Linked DNA regions of Sus scrofa: all the other regions are linked to region 2. A link is a contact called in public Hi-C and HiChIP or PLAC-seq data. All regions are on one chromosome and are shown on one strand. The core of a region is the stretch at or near the end of the contact, and the rest is flanking DNA. Distances in the headings are between cores, read along the strand shown. Region 1 holds the start of CCDC93 (coiled-coil domain-containing protein 93). Region 2 holds the start of EN1 (homeobox protein engrailed-1). Region 3 has its middle 120 kb from the start of INSIG2. Region 4 holds the start of INSIG2 (insulin induced gene 2).

Region 1 (3,532 bases), core at 669-3,168, 810 kb before region 2:
ACTAATAAGTGGAATATTAAAAAAAAGGAAAGAAAAGAAAAAGTCAAACTCATATAAATAGAGAATCTAACAGTGGTTTCCTGAGGCTGAGAGTGGACGACATAGGGAGAGGTCCCTTTTTACAAAAGGGTACAAACTTTCAGTTATAAGATAAATAAGGTCTGAGGATCTAGTGGTAACACTATATTGTATAACTGAAATCCACTGTGTAAAGCTTAATTCCCCCACCCCAAAAGGTCAGTATGTGAGGTGATGGATGTGTCAGTTCAGCGAGGGGAGTCTTTTTACAGTGTATATGTGAAATTATCATATTGTACATTTAAAATATCTACAATTTTATTTGTTAATTATACCTCAGAAAAGCTGAAAAATAAGTTGTAAAACAAGAAAGAAAAATTTAAATCAAATCACCTCAAAGTACAGATTCTATCCTTTACAATCTCTGGTCCCATCAAAGCAACGTGCATATCAGGTTTTACCTAATACAAGGGTTCTAACAAAATTACACTTACTAGGTTTTCCTAAGATAACAACAAAACAGATGTGCATTCTGAGAGCACCCACTGATAGATAAGCCTATCCTTCCAATCACTACCTCTCTAGCTTTTATGTACAGAACAGTGCTTCCTTAATTAGTGGGTACTAGTGACATTTAAGAACTGAGGATATGGGGAGGGGAGCAAAGAAACAAGATTGGCCACTGACTCTGAGAGACCCAGGCCATGCACCAAGTAAAGGAATCCACTCTCCTGGCCAAATGCCTGCCTCAGAACCTTAGCAGGAGGACAGAGGTGCCGTGTGCATTCCATTTCTTGCAAGAATCTAGTAAACTAGACTAGCTCTTGAGTAAATCCACTGGAATAGAAGACAGATGCAAACCACCGAGCTAAGTGACTTTTGCTGCCAAAAGGAAATGCACTTTTCCTGTCTTTCCAGCCAATGTACCTGTGAATCCAGAAACCAAGGATCATACTGTCCCTCAGGATCGAGTACTTAATAATAAACACATCTGGAAGGAAAAGCACCCGTTATCTTTTGGAGAAGCAGTGGCGTTTCCGCCTGGCCACTGAGCACCACCAGCGAGCTCGTGGCCACTCGGGACACCGCGGCACGTTGACCCGCCCGGCCAAAACCCAGTGCGCGCAAGGCTTCCAAACTTCCTCCTGCCGGCCGGGCCGGAGGTGGGGGCAAATACAGAGTGGCATTCTCCCCCGACACCAAGGCGGCGAGTGCTGGCCTCCGGGGCCCCGTGGGCCCCAGGAGGCTGCGGCGGGCGCCACAAGGTCACCGCCCTTTGCACAACCCGAGCCCGGACCGTCCCAGCGCGTGTCTCGTGACTCCTGGGCGCAGCAGACAGGGTTCTCAGCGGAAGCCGTGCGGCGCGGGTAAGGGGGGAGACTGCCCCGGAAAGGGGGAGAGGTGGGACCCCGGGCCCCGCGGCGCCTGGGGCTGAGTCGGGGCAGGTATTGGGCTGGGAAGGCTCCCTCCGTCCCAGGAGACCCGGCACCCGCAGAAGTTTGTCCCCGCCCACACTCACGCTTGGGGGACCTGCTCGGGCCCTAGCTGTGTGTGCCCCGGGCGGTGAACACACCTGAGGAGGGGGGCGGGGCGCCCTAAACGCAGCGGGAACCCCAAGAGCCTGCGGCCCCGCCAGCTCGGCCCACTTTCAAATACCCCGACGTGTCAGGGAAAGGGGAGGTTCCTTACCTCCGGAAGATCCTGGCCCTCCGGCCCCTTGGGCAACCCCATGATCCCGTCGGACCGCCGTGAGGCTGCAGCTAAGCCCACCGAGCGTCCAGAGGAAGCTGTCCTCGGCCCCAAAGCTGCTACCGGGGTGGAGTGCAAAGCGAGAACTTCCTCCGCCGCTACCGCCGCTGCCACCGCCGCCGGCCGGGAGCGCAGCAGCTCGGCGGAGCATGCGCACTGAGGGGGCTGGAGCAAGACGCGACTACGCCTGCGCCAGAGCTGCGGGCGAGGCCCGGGCCCAGGCGGGCTGGGGGAATGTTTTGCAGTGTGGCTCCCTGACGCGTTGTTCTGCGGAACCTTCGGGCCGGGGCTCTGTATTTTCCTCTGAGGTGCTTTGTGAAAGGACTACTTCTCTGTCTTGGGGAAATTTGGCATCCTGGCTCTCCTCTTTGCTTCTCACGGGCATCGGATGCTCCGAGTGGGTTCGGTCCTCTATGCTAGCCGGGCTTCAGCCCCCTTGCTGCCGGGTCAGTGTCCGAGCACTGATGAGCTTGCAGACGCAGACTGGTCCTGGTTTCACTCAGAGTAGGGTTGTCCCCTGATTAATGCTCATTTGGGCAAACTTCATATATGGACCAAGGAACCACGTCCCGGAAAATGGGTTCTTCACACTCGCTGCCTTCCCATTGTCCGAGCCAGAGCATCTTGTTCCCTGGTAAAACGTTGGGATAAATGACCTCCACCCTCACCTCCACCATCCCCAACTTCTGAGGGGAAGATCATCTCTGAGAATTTGGCAATGGTACTGACGTAATTTTAGCTACACCACTTGGGTGAAGCACCCCTTGTCTGCCCCAGGGAATGGCAGAAATGCAAGAATAGTGTCCCTGGTCACAAGCGCCTCGCACCTGCTCCATAATGGCTTCACCAGGCTTTTTTTTTTTTTTTTTTTTTTTTCCCCCCTCGTTGAAGAAAGAGGTGACGTGTGAAAACTTGCTGTAGAAAAGATCCTTCCCTGTGTGTGTGTGTGTGTGTGTGTGTGTGTGTGTGTAAGGTGGGAAGGGCAGAGCGGGAAGAGTCTATGAGCCCGTTGGGATCAAAGAAGTTTTTGTGTGCATGTGTGTGTGTATGTACCTTTCTGCATTCTTAGCAGCTTAAAAAGTTGGTACTCAGTTAATGCTTGTTCTTGAAAAAATGATTTGTGCCTTTTGTACCCTTCCTGGAGTTTATCCTGACAGAACAGAAATTTCTCTTGAACCAGAGTATAACAAGTGGTTGGAAGAGAATGACCATTTCCTTTTAAAATATAGTTAGTAAATATTGCTAATGAAACTGTGTGCCAACCCCCAGTCCCCAACAATTTGATGAATTTGAATATGCTAATTAAGGTATTATGAGAACTCATTTGCCTGTGTTGTGTGACATTTTGTTCTCAGACACTGTGAAGCCAGTGAAACTCAGGTGCTCTCTAATGAGCCCATTCTCATAACTTCCCAAATGTGTTATTTTTGTAATCTTAAAATTGTCCTTTCAGAGTTCCCTGGTGGCTCAGTGGGTTAAGGACCCGGTCTCTAGGGTCACTGCTATGGTGCAAGTTCAATCCCTGGCCTGGGAACTTCTGCCTGCTGCCAGGGGAAAAAAAAAAATCCTGTCTTTCCCTGAGATGGTATAGGATGAAGGGGACTAAAGGAGGATCATTTGTAGCCACTGTTGAATGACCAGACAGGTATCAATGCCTAGGGACAAGTAGCACGCTCCCAGGTAGCAGCAAATAGAGCTGTATTTAAAACAGCCTGGGGAATAGGGCCTGGAGAATAATAGGACTCAAGTAGGCTATCCAAGAATT
Region 2 (3,385 bases), core at 268-2,767:
GAGGGGCTGCTGCGAGTCAGTTTTGACTACGGGCCCGCCGTTGGCTGAGCCCATTAGCAGGATGGCGGGGTTGCTGTGGTCTGGGTACTTAGCACCCTGCGCACCTGGGCTCCCTACGCCGCCTCCACTGCCACCGCCGCTGTCCGAAGGTTTGGCCGCTGCTGCTGCCGCTGCCGCCGCCGCTGCCACGGCCGCTGCCGCCGCCGCCGCTGCCGCCGCCGCTGCCGGATTCCCAGCCTTGGACGCTCCCGCGCCGCCGCCGCCGCCGGCTGGCGGGGAGCCGTCGGGTGGGCCACAGTTCGCGTCCGGGGCGCACAGGAGCGAGGCGGCGCCTGGCGCCCTGGTGCCCAGCGGGTGGACAGGATCTCTACCTGCGCCGGTCTGGCCTCTGTCACGCTCTACCCGGCCTCCTCCTGCGCCTCCTCCGGCTGCCGCCGCCACCAGGAGCTGTGGCGGCGGCTGCTCCTTTTTGCAGCCGAAGTCCGGCCTCAGGATGTTGTCGATGAAAAAGTTGGTGGTGCGGTGCAGCTGGGCCGCGGGCTGAGGCTGGTGAGCAGGCGCCGCGAGATGCTGAGGCGGCGGCGGCGGGGGCGGGGGATGCGGGGGAGGTGCGGGTGGTGGGCCAGGGGCGGCAGGCAGGGCGCCGCGGGCGGCGAGGGGGGCGCGGGCTGCGGGGACACCGGCACGCTGTCTCCATCGCTGCCGCTGCTGCCGCTGCTGCCGCTCGCGCCGGGGCTAAGGCTCAGGCCGAGGCTGCCCGGGGCCGCCGCCACCGCCGCCGCGCCGAGGCCCGAGTCCCGCTGACTTTTAGGTTCCGGCTGCTGTTCTTCCATGCTCGGCCGCCCCGCCGCCACGGCCGCCGCTCCGGCCCCCGCCCCCCCGCGCCTCGCTCCCCACCCCACTTTGCCAGCGGCCCGTGGGGGTGCGCGGAGGAAGGAGGCCGGCGAAGCCCCAACGAAGGCACCGGGCGAGTGCAGGAAAAAAAAAGCCCAGGCGCCTGGCCTGGATCGCTTGCTATTATCGAGCAGATAGATCTCGCTGTCTCTCCCTCTCTCTAATTTGTAGACATCCAGATATGGAGACACTTGGCTATTTCTTTTTTTCTTTCTGCAACCAGATTCAATGATTTGTTTTAAATGGGGAGTAAGCCACGGCCAAAAAGAAAGGAAAAAAAAAAAGAAAAGAAAAAAGCAAGCAAGAAAATAAAATCTCCAAGAAATGTTTTCTTAAAGATAAAAAATAGTCTTTAAAGTCTAGCCATCTTCGTAAGCAGTAGTGAGGGGTTTGACTTCCCCGAGTGTCACGCTCAGCTGTGCCCAGAGCGCGAGGCTGGCAGCGCCTTTAATCGCCTTTGCTTTTTTTGCAGGGAGAGCGCGTCTCCGCCAGCGCCCGGGCTGCCTTTTTTTTTTTTTTTTTTTTTTTTTTTTTTTTTTTTTTCAAATCTCTGACAGCTCGGATCTTTGCACAAACTCTCTCGCTTAAAAAAAAAATCACCCAGGCACACTTTTTGCCTTCAAACCGGAAGCACGTGAGTCAGGGCCGCACGTGTGCGGGGCCAATGGCGAGCCAGGACTCGCGCTGACACCCGGGCCTCTGCCCAATAGGCGCTCGCGGGACTTTGCGGATAAATAATCCGGGGGCGGTGGCCGCGGGCGGAGAGGGGGCGCCGCGGTCCCGGCCCCGCGCGTCCGGCCCGCCCTCCCCCACCCGCACCCGCGCCCCTCCCCCTCTTTCAGGCCAGGACGGAGGAAGGGGCAAAGGAGACCGAGAAAGGGTGGATTTTGGGGTGTAGGCAAATAGAGAAGCAACTCCATAAACAACTTGTTGGAGAAGTGCAGGATTATGGGTGCGTGCGCGCGGGGCGCAGGGTCAGGAGGCAGGGGCCTCAGCTCTTTTGGTAACCTCTTGGCTAAGCAACTCAGCCTTTTATTTTCTCTCTCGTGCTTTTTCTTGCTGTTATGAAGGGTGAAAGGTTGCTGGCACTGTCAGGGTGTGTGCATGTGTGTGTGCGTACGTGTGTGTGTGTGTCCGTGTGTCTATGTGTCTGTGTGTCTGTGTAGTAGAGGGGAAGGAGTGAGAACGGGAAGAGTCGGAGATGTGAAACAGACCTAGAGTTGGTTACTTTCAGAGGGGCAGTTTATTTTTCACAAACAGCAAAGCCGAGAGGCCAGCTGCCCCTAGCTCGCATCGTCTGTAGGTTTGCAGTGCACGCTGGCCGGCTACCCTGTGTGTCCTTCTCTGGGTGTCCGTACCTACGTCCTTCCCCGTCCGGACCTTCGACAACCCCGGGAGCTGTCCTGCCGCCATTAAGCCAGGCCCAGAGGGCGCGAGAGAGCCCGAGCGCCAGTCGCACCGGGCGCCTGTTCCTTTCTTGGCCGCCTGAGTCGAAGCCGTCTGGGCATCTTAGAGTTGTCCTGGGCGGGCCCCTAGACAAACGAGGCGGGATGTGGATGCGCGCGAGGCCCCAACTTTTGGGCTGAGGGCAACCTCCGTATTAGATTTCCCTACAAAGTGTATTCGACAAATAAAAAAAGCACTGCACCCCAGGTATTTGCCCTAGCCAGCTGGACAGGTTTCCCACAGTTGCCCAGATTTTCCTGGGATTGCTCCCATCTCCGTTGAGACTCCTCGCTCTTGTTCCGCATATTCTTCTCAAGCTTTAGGGGAACTGCAGGGGCCCCCTGCTGCTCCCACGCTCACGGAGATCCATCTGCAGTCTCTGGGCATTTTCGCTGAGCAGATTCCTGGTCGAGGAGTTTTTCCATTGCCAGGAACGGGGTAGAGGGAGGTGAGGCGCTGGACATGGGAGGGGTTTGTCGTCGGAGACTTTGAGCCTTTTTGGAGGGCCAGGGTCCGACAGTGTTCTGAAACTTGCGTACCTAGAGAGTAGCTAGAAAAGGTCTGGCAATTAAGGCCTTCGCAGGGATGTTATCTTGGAGTTCCCTGATCGCCATCCTTAACTGGGACGACAGAGAAAGGATCTCTGGGAATATTGTCTAATGGAAACATGCAAAATAATGTCCCTGTGCCCAGAAAAGTCACAGAGGTTTAGGAAGAAAATAAAACGAAAACCACAACTAGCCTAACCGCCACACTAGCCAGAGTTTCCCCAAGGGACTGGTGGAGAGCGGGAGTTCGGAAGTTAGTATTGCTGGCTTAGGCTTCTGGTCAGCCGAGGGTCTTCCGATACTCGGGGTTCAGGTTCCTAGTTAGAACTGCCCGGCGGCCCGGAAGCAGCGAGAACCACTTTCCAAAGCAAGCCCAATATGACCTCCTCAAATCTCCCAAGCCTCCCCCGAGTCCCACCTGGGAGTCTCCGGGGTCCTCCTCAGTTCTACACCCAAGAGCGCCCCGAAATCTCCCGGTGCCCCCACCTTTTCTCCCC
Region 3 (3,472 bases), core at 710-3,209, 620 kb before region 2:
ACCAAATAACTGTAATACATATCAACTTATTTCTTGATGGGTTCAGTTTGTTGTAAGGAACAAACCCAAACAAACAAGCATGGGATAAAGATTTGAGGGAGATGATTTTTTAATATCTTAATGTAAGAAAATTAGTAAAACAGGGTTTGTAATGGCTTCAGACGAACCATCCAAGAAAATACGTTGCAGATTCTAACAAACAGCCAAGAAGTTGTTAATCAGACATACACTTCATTCCATTGTAGAATACCCATTATCATGTTTTAATATTTTGACATTTCAAAATATGTTTAGGATGAAGCACTGTGATTTCGCTTTTATATGGCAGCTTGTGCATTTTTGAAATGAAAATGAAACCTTTCCCCCAGGAAGATAATATAGGAGGCAGAAGACCCCAAAAGAGTGCTTAAGAAATAAACAAAAACGAAAATGAAAACAAAAAATCCATCATTAACAGCAAAAATAACAAAACTCTTCTCACTGGAGTAAGGAGAGTGTCTGGAAACAAGCCCTGGTTTAGAGCAACTTAGATGTGTGTGGTTCGTGCCCACTTTTCCAATAATCAAGAACATTTTTAGAGCTGTGACATTCACCTGGAAGGAAGAAAGGTTTTTTTTTTTTTTAATTATTATTTCAGTCAAATATCAATTGGGGCACTTTCAGAAAATCCATCCCCCAATCTTCCCAGTTTTCAAGACCACTAGTGCTAAACAGACACGGAGTATTTTTCAACCAAATCAAAACAAAACAAATACCGCCCCTCCAAACCTTTCGATGTAAAAACCAAAACAAAGACCCCAAAAGAAGGCTTGAACATTTTCAAATTAGAATTTCTAAAGACCGGCACTCAAGACAATGACCTCAGAGTTTCGGGTTAGTACTGATTTTTCAGCTCCAAACCAAGCCCAGTTTTAACAAACGTTAGCAGAAAGAACAAGGTGTTTTTCTTTTCTTAACTAAAATCTATCTTTTAAAAAATTAATTTGCTTCCGTATTGCCGGATTACATTTTCATTTAACTTCGGTGCCGTGCCTTGTAATTAGTTTTTCTTGATCTGCTTCTTGGAAGAAAAAAAAAAAAGAGAGAGAGAGAGAAATTAAAAACAAGCTTGTAGGGTGCAGCGAAAATATTTTCCTTTATCACGCCAGGAGGGAAAACAACCCCCAACAACACTGAACCCAGGGCGGCTGCGAGTCCCAGGTCCCGCTCTCCCCATTTTCAAGCTTTAACATCGTTTCTTAAAAAATCTTCCGGGCTTATTGGGAAGCCAAGGGCGCTTGGGTTAAGAGGAGAGTGGCTTGTCATTTACTAGGGAGGGAGATGGGGTCTTGGAAAGGAAACTGGGGGGTTAATGAGGAGGAAAGTGCCGGTTTTATTTCCCAACTTATTTCCCGGGAAGGCGGTTGCCTGGACCGGAGGGGAGTTGCTAGCTCTTCTCCAGCTCACCTGGAAAGGCCCCCTTCCTGGCACCGGCTTTGTTTGGCGGTCCCTGAAAAGCCTTCTGTTGGCAGAGAGACCCACAATGAAACAAATTCTCATTTTATGACGTCTTTCCCCCTGTAGGAGTCCGAACAATGTTTGGGGGGCTCAGCACGCCTGAAGATAAAAGAGTTTTATTTTAAATGCGATACATGTCAGGATTAGACAGCGTTTCCTTTCAGCTAAACTACAGAGCGGATCTTCATTTCCTATTGCACGGTTTCCCCCGAAAGAAACTTTTCTTTCTTTTTTGCTTTTCCTTTCTCCCTCCTCTACCCCATCAAAGACTCAGGGTGACGAGAGCGCTGTGCTCAAAGCTGCTCCCTCTCACCCCCGGAAATCATCTTGGACCCTTAATCCGTGTACATTTCAGGGCCACCCGGGGCCTCGGCGACGATTCTGGGTTTAGTTTGCCCTGATGAGGCTGCAAACCTGGTTGGGGCTGGAGGGAGCGGCCGAACCGACCCAGGACTGTGACAGAGCCCAGCGAGGCTACTGGGCGGCGGGACGTGGTAGCGGAGCTGGCGCCCCGGCTGCGGGGGCTCATGGGCCGTAGCGGCCGGGCCGTATCAGGCTCCCAGGTCACCAGCTCCTAGGAAGGGACAGGCCAGACCCAGATGCCTTGGCTTCTGGTGTCAGCTGGCTTCCCTTCTGCTACGCTAGCCCCGGATGCGACGGAGCGGCGGGCAGGGCCTTTGTACGCGCGGATCTCGGGGCCACCCGCCCCTCTTGCCGTGGGCTGCGGGGAAAACTGGCACAAACGGCCTTTTGCACTTCCCGCTTCAGCGGCAATCGGAGGAACCCAGCGAGAAACCCCGAAAAGGGAGGTCGTGATTTATGGCCAGAGAGCCAGAGTCTGGCACCATATGGTGGGATTTATCAGGCCCCTGCCGCCTCCAACCTGCACCCCCCCGCCCCACAACATCGGGGCAAACAGTGCCTGGGTGACAATGTTGCTGGCCCAGCCCTCGGGCTGGGAATGCTTCATCAGCTCCTTTTCTCGCTTCCAGAAGTTGATAGAAGACAGGCTTTTATGCATTTTTTTTAACCTTACGGCATTACTGGCGATTGCACACAAAAATAACTAGTGATCGTTGGACATTAGGCCAGTGGTACCCCCACCCTTTCTCTTCACTTTGAGGGAGGCGGGCGGGGGACGCCTTGGGCCAGGTGGAAGGTGGTGTAGGGTTAAGAAGCGTCAGACCTCGGAGAAGGGCCTCACTTCCTCTTCGTTTTGTCGCCCTTTGTGTTACATACGGGGGCAAGCAAGGTCTGCCAATCACTACCATTTCTCTTTCTTGTTCTATAAAGACAGGGTCGTCACAGCAACAGGGACATGACAGGCTGGTATCTCTCTCGAGCTCCAGGGGGCCCTTAATAGGATTGAAGCAAAAGATCAAGCGAATGGCTTCCTATTTTAGGCCCGGTAATAACTCCCAACTGCTTGCATATACATGGGCCTTACAGTATTATGAAGCAATTTTTAATCCCAGAAAAGAGTAACCTGTTTTCTAGCCGCCTCTGTTTCAGAGAACCCTGTGGGATCCGCCCTCCCTCACATTCTCCATCCTCAGCTGCCCATCTTCCCCTTTATTTGAGGGGAGGGAAGAAAATTCCCCACCCCCTGATTTCTCTTGCCACCCCTCCCCCAGAAGCTGAAGGTGTCATTTCCTTTCATTAATTCATTTTACCAGCTCAAAGTAAATACTCCGTTTAGAGGAAACAAAGACACCCCTTTTTGGTATTCAGTTGAAGTCTCTGGTAGGATCAGAAGTTTGCACATCTTTTGGAGAAACTGGCCTTGGATGAGGTTAAGCCAGACATTCCCCACCACCCCAACCTTCCCATTACACACCTACAAAAACACAAAGCAACTAAAGGAGGAATGAAAAGGTTTCTCTCCCCCAGGCTGCTGCTCTTGTTCAAGATGAAGTCACGTGGGTGCGGGGTGTGGGCAGGGTGGGTGGATGTCCCTTATCTGTGTGCTTGTGGA
Region 4 (3,531 bases), core at 590-3,089, 730 kb before region 2:
ATAGTTTTTTCTATGAAAAGGACCTTAGAAATAATCTAGACCAACCCCTCATTTTAACCAATGAGAAAAAAAATCCTAGAAAAATGAATATACTGGATGTGACTATGCACTTGTTGGCCTAACATGAGGTTTCAAGAATCCTTCACCAGTATTCTACCACCTATATTACACCAGCTCAAAATAATCCAGAGTTATTCTGATTTCTCAGAGTTCTTAATCAGCTAATATCTTGGCATCAGGTAAAATGCAGTTTTAATGTTTCCATAATAACAAATATTTGGTCTAAATTCATGACCTTGAGATTCAGAATTCATGTCTCAATACATTCTCCATGCTCCATCTATTCTGTTTTTCCAACTCTGACTCCCACCAGAATGCACAGCCTCATCATATTTGCCTACCTATACTCAGTGCCTCCTTAAAGACTACATCATCCATGACAGCCGGGAAACTTAAGTAGAACACTGCAGTAGGAATGACCCTGTTGGATACAAGAACCTTAGGAACTGGTGCCACATGGTTCTTGCTTTTTAGGTCTTGTCCCTCCCTGCAGTCAATAAATATTGAAACTAAAACAAAGGTCTTTCAAGTTAAAATTTTCCTTAAGGATTTTCTTGAAGGCAATTTCTAAGTGTTTGAAAGCTTGCCTAGAGAAGACATGGCCTAGATGAGTGGGACTCAGGTTGTTTTAAAGAGAATCATGACAGATGTTGGGATATTTTGAGGTAATCCTCTCTTGTCTGGGTGCTTTTCTCTTTTCTTTTTAAAATTCCATTTCCATTCTGTATAATCCACCCACATTTTTTTTTTACTGGTAGTGTAAAAACCTACATAAGAGACTTAGTTACAGGAAACATTAGAGAAAACAAGAAAGGTCAGATAGATACTTGTTTGGAAGCATTCTGTTGCAAATTCAATTTCTCTTTCAATTTTCAGAAATATGTGTACCAATAAAAAGTCAGAAACATACAAACCCATCTATCATTTATCAGTTCAAAGTTAAAAAAAAAAAACACAAAGGAATTTCACCAACTAATGCTTCTTTTCAAATCTCTTAAGCAAGGATTCCAGGCCCAACCTTCAACTTAAACTTGCCTCAAGAACACAGTAACCTGACCTCATCCATATTATGGTTCGGTACTACTTCCAACCAACAAGGAATTATAATTTTATCTACTTTGTAATTTCCTTTTTGTATTTTGCATTGTACTTTGCATTTTCTCTACGTCGCTGAAAACCTCTAAAGCTCTTCCTATGAAAGCAACTGTACACAAATCGCTTTTGTCAAACTTGGGGAACGATTATTAATGAAAACAGGAAAAAATGCTGTGGGATGAAAAGGAGAGAAATATCAACTACGCTCTTTCTCGAAAGAAGTTATGACTTAGGAATGCAGGAATAAGGTAAAGAGCAAAGGCAGGCAAAAGCACACAGAAAATGAGAGTCAGCATCCTTAGCCGCAGCCCAGATCCTGGCTCAGAGGAGCGACGTGTGGAGAGCCTCGCCTCCCACAGGGTATGCGTGTGTTGCTGTGCGATTCCCTGACACGGCCCGCAGGTCTGGGCATTCGTCACAACCCTCTGCTGCCTGGTCAGCAAACAACAGCTGATTTGGTAGCCTCCACCACTAGGTAGTCCATGCCTGTAGCCGGCAGCTACGCTCAAGGAGATCGGAAGTCCTTTTGCCCCCTTTCGCAGGCTCACTACTCGGCGCCCGTAGAAACCGGAAGTTCTTCTGCCCCTATCTTCGGGAGAGCGTCAGCGCCTGCCGCGCAGGCGCAGTGAAGCTCAGGCGGAGTTACGTGAGGGGAGGAGGAAGCGGCGGAGGGGGGCGGGGGCCGGTCCCAGAAGATGGCGGAAACAGGGGTGAGTTGGGGGGTCTCCCAGGAAGCGCGAGTGTCTTGTTGTTGGGGGTAGGGACCTGAGGAAAGGGGTGGCTCTCGGTAAGAGGAACCGCTTCCGATTTTGCAGCCTGGGAAACCTGCTTAGCAAGTGCGAGGAGCCAGGACCATAGAAGGGGCCTGAAGGGTGAGGTGGTCTGCTCACCTGGGGTAGGGTAGGCGAGATCCGGAAGGGGACAGCGGGATCGGGGAGAGTTCCTAGGAGAGGCCGAAGCTTCTTGGACAGTGCTAGAGTATCGGAGCAGAAAGAAGGCTGGAGGGCGGCGGGAAGGGCGACCCCGGAGATTTGACGGGGTGGAGGTCGGCGAGCTCTCCAGCACAGAGCTGTCAGGATTTGGGGGTGAATCTAAAGGTAGATATTGTAGTAAGTTTAGAATCCGCCGACAGGTATGTTGATAATGGGTTGACGAACGGGACTTTGGTATTTTTGAATTGGAATTGGAAACCTTTGGAGTCGGTGTGTGGATAAAGCCAGAGAGAATGCTTGCCAGGAACTAGAAGTCGGTTGGTGATAGTTTTCTGGGATTTTAAGAGTTGGTCAGTGGAAGTGGCAATCGGGAAAAGAAAAGCACTGTGGGTGTGATGGGGGGGGGTGCTAAAACCTAAGTGATAATGGCCCATGTCCAGTTAGCGTTGGGAAAAAGTTAATAAGTTATGTATGTATGGTGTTAGCTAGACAGTCTAGGAAGACATCCCAGGAAGAGTTTACTATTTTGTAGGATCAGTGGGGAAATGCTTCAAGAAGGAATGAATAGGCTTGACAGCTGGTCCACTGATACTGGCTGGAGTCAGTATGGCAGTGTTGCTGAGGATTAGACACCATTCCAGTCTTGGGTGAAGGAGAAATGACAGCAGACAAGCAGTGGCCAGGTTATGTCTTCCAACTTTGGGGCTTGGCCTTGAGAGAGAACCATTGAGTGAAAAGGAGTAAAGGAGCCACTAATAGGGGCCCCACAGAGAAAAAAAAATAGCCACTACTCTTCCTGTTTTCTTCATTCTTTCTCTGGATGTTATATTTAATAGTGTGTTTTGTTATAGTTTTCAGTACATATCTGATATAAAGTGACCAAGCTGTGAATCATGAACATTTGGGAAAGAGGTTGATTCTTTTTAAACTAACAACTGTTGCTCTTATGTTTGGTGGGCTGAAAAGGAAAAGAAAAATGCAAATCATTAATTTTAAAGACAGCTTATTTTCATTGTTATCAGACAATCATTCCCAAACGATGGTTTTTGTTTGTGTATTTGTGTTCAAATACCTATTGCTTGGAAGTTGTTTCAGTGGCAAATGTAAACTTTGATTTTCATTCTCAAAACCCAGAATCACTTAACAATCCTCTTTTGTTTATCTAAAAGTAATAATATCAACCCACTGACAGGCAGCACATAGACTGGGAATAATGTTTTCCCAATTTTGATGATTTGTTGTTGATCTCTCCAAATTACTTGAACTGTTTTTCTTTTTGTTCAGTAATGTACTTTATAGAAATTGTAGGTCAGAGCTAAGGTAGAATTTTTCATGTCCTGTGGAAGTTTCTTCTTTTATTTTTGAAAAAAGTATTATTTTGGTATTAACAGTTGTTTATCAACATGCCTTTAAAAACCATTTCTTGTGTGGCACTTAATTTGTT

Evidence for each region. Hi-C and Micro-C count contacts between places; a contact is called where the count stands out from the background. HiChIP or PLAC-seq counts read pairs in DNA pulled down with a chosen protein or histone mark.
Region 1: an H3K27ac HiChIP or PLAC-seq map of skeletal muscle shows a contact between it and region 2, with 6 times the contacts expected there. The contact joins the promoter of CCDC93 here to the promoter of EN1 in region 2. A contact is called at or near these places in 2 of 5 promoter capture datasets (both in liver), 4 of 47 Hi-C or Micro-C datasets (alveolar macrophages, omental adipose tissue, psoas muscle and 1 more) and 2 of 2 datasets of contacts at active chromatin or transcription factors (alveolar macrophages and skeletal muscle).
Region 3: a contact with region 2 is called in a Hi-C map of subcutaneous adipose tissue, with 2.4 times the contacts expected there. The contact joins the enhancer-like site here to the promoter of EN1 in region 2. A contact is called at or near these places in 16 of 47 Hi-C or Micro-C datasets (brain, embryonic fibroblasts, epiblast stem cells and 10 more) and 2 of 2 datasets of contacts at active chromatin or transcription factors (alveolar macrophages and skeletal muscle).
Region 4: a contact with region 2 is called in a Hi-C map of skeletal muscle, with 6 times the contacts expected there. The contact joins the promoter of INSIG2 here to the promoter of EN1 in region 2. A contact is called at or near these places in 2 of 5 promoter capture datasets (fetal liver and fetal skeletal muscle), 2 of 47 Hi-C or Micro-C datasets (epiblast stem cells and skeletal muscle) and 1 of 2 datasets of contacts at active chromatin or transcription factors (skeletal muscle).

What each region holds. Positions count from the first base shown.
Region 1 is chr15:23,591,828-23,595,359 of Sscrofa11.1, forward strand. CCDC93 (coiled-coil domain-containing protein 93) reads right to left here and starts at 1,919. Exons shown (of 24, transcript XM_001927273.5): 1 at 1,708-1,919. The coding sequence starts at 1,749.
Region 2 is chr15:24,406,860-24,410,244 of Sscrofa11.1, forward strand. EN1 (homeobox protein engrailed-1) reads right to left here and starts at 1,518. Exons shown (of 3, transcript XM_003133282.4): 1 at 600-1,518; 2 at 1-597. The coding sequence starts at 833.
Region 3 is chr15:23,790,987-23,794,458 of Sscrofa11.1, forward strand. No RefSeq gene overlaps it. Among named protein-coding and RNA genes, the nearest start is that of INSIG2, 120 kb to the left of the region's middle. Within about 2 kb of position 1,960, at least 11 of the 83 cell types and tissues checked have an H3K27ac peak or open chromatin away from gene starts, as enhancers often do. A contact at or near this core is called in retroperitoneal adipose tissue, skeletal muscle and subcutaneous adipose tissue, where this site is marked.
Region 4 is chr15:23,674,890-23,678,420 of Sscrofa11.1, forward strand. It overlaps INSIG2 (insulin induced gene 2), which reads left to right and starts at 1,840. Exons shown (of 6, transcript NM_001129968.1): 1 at 1,840-1,865.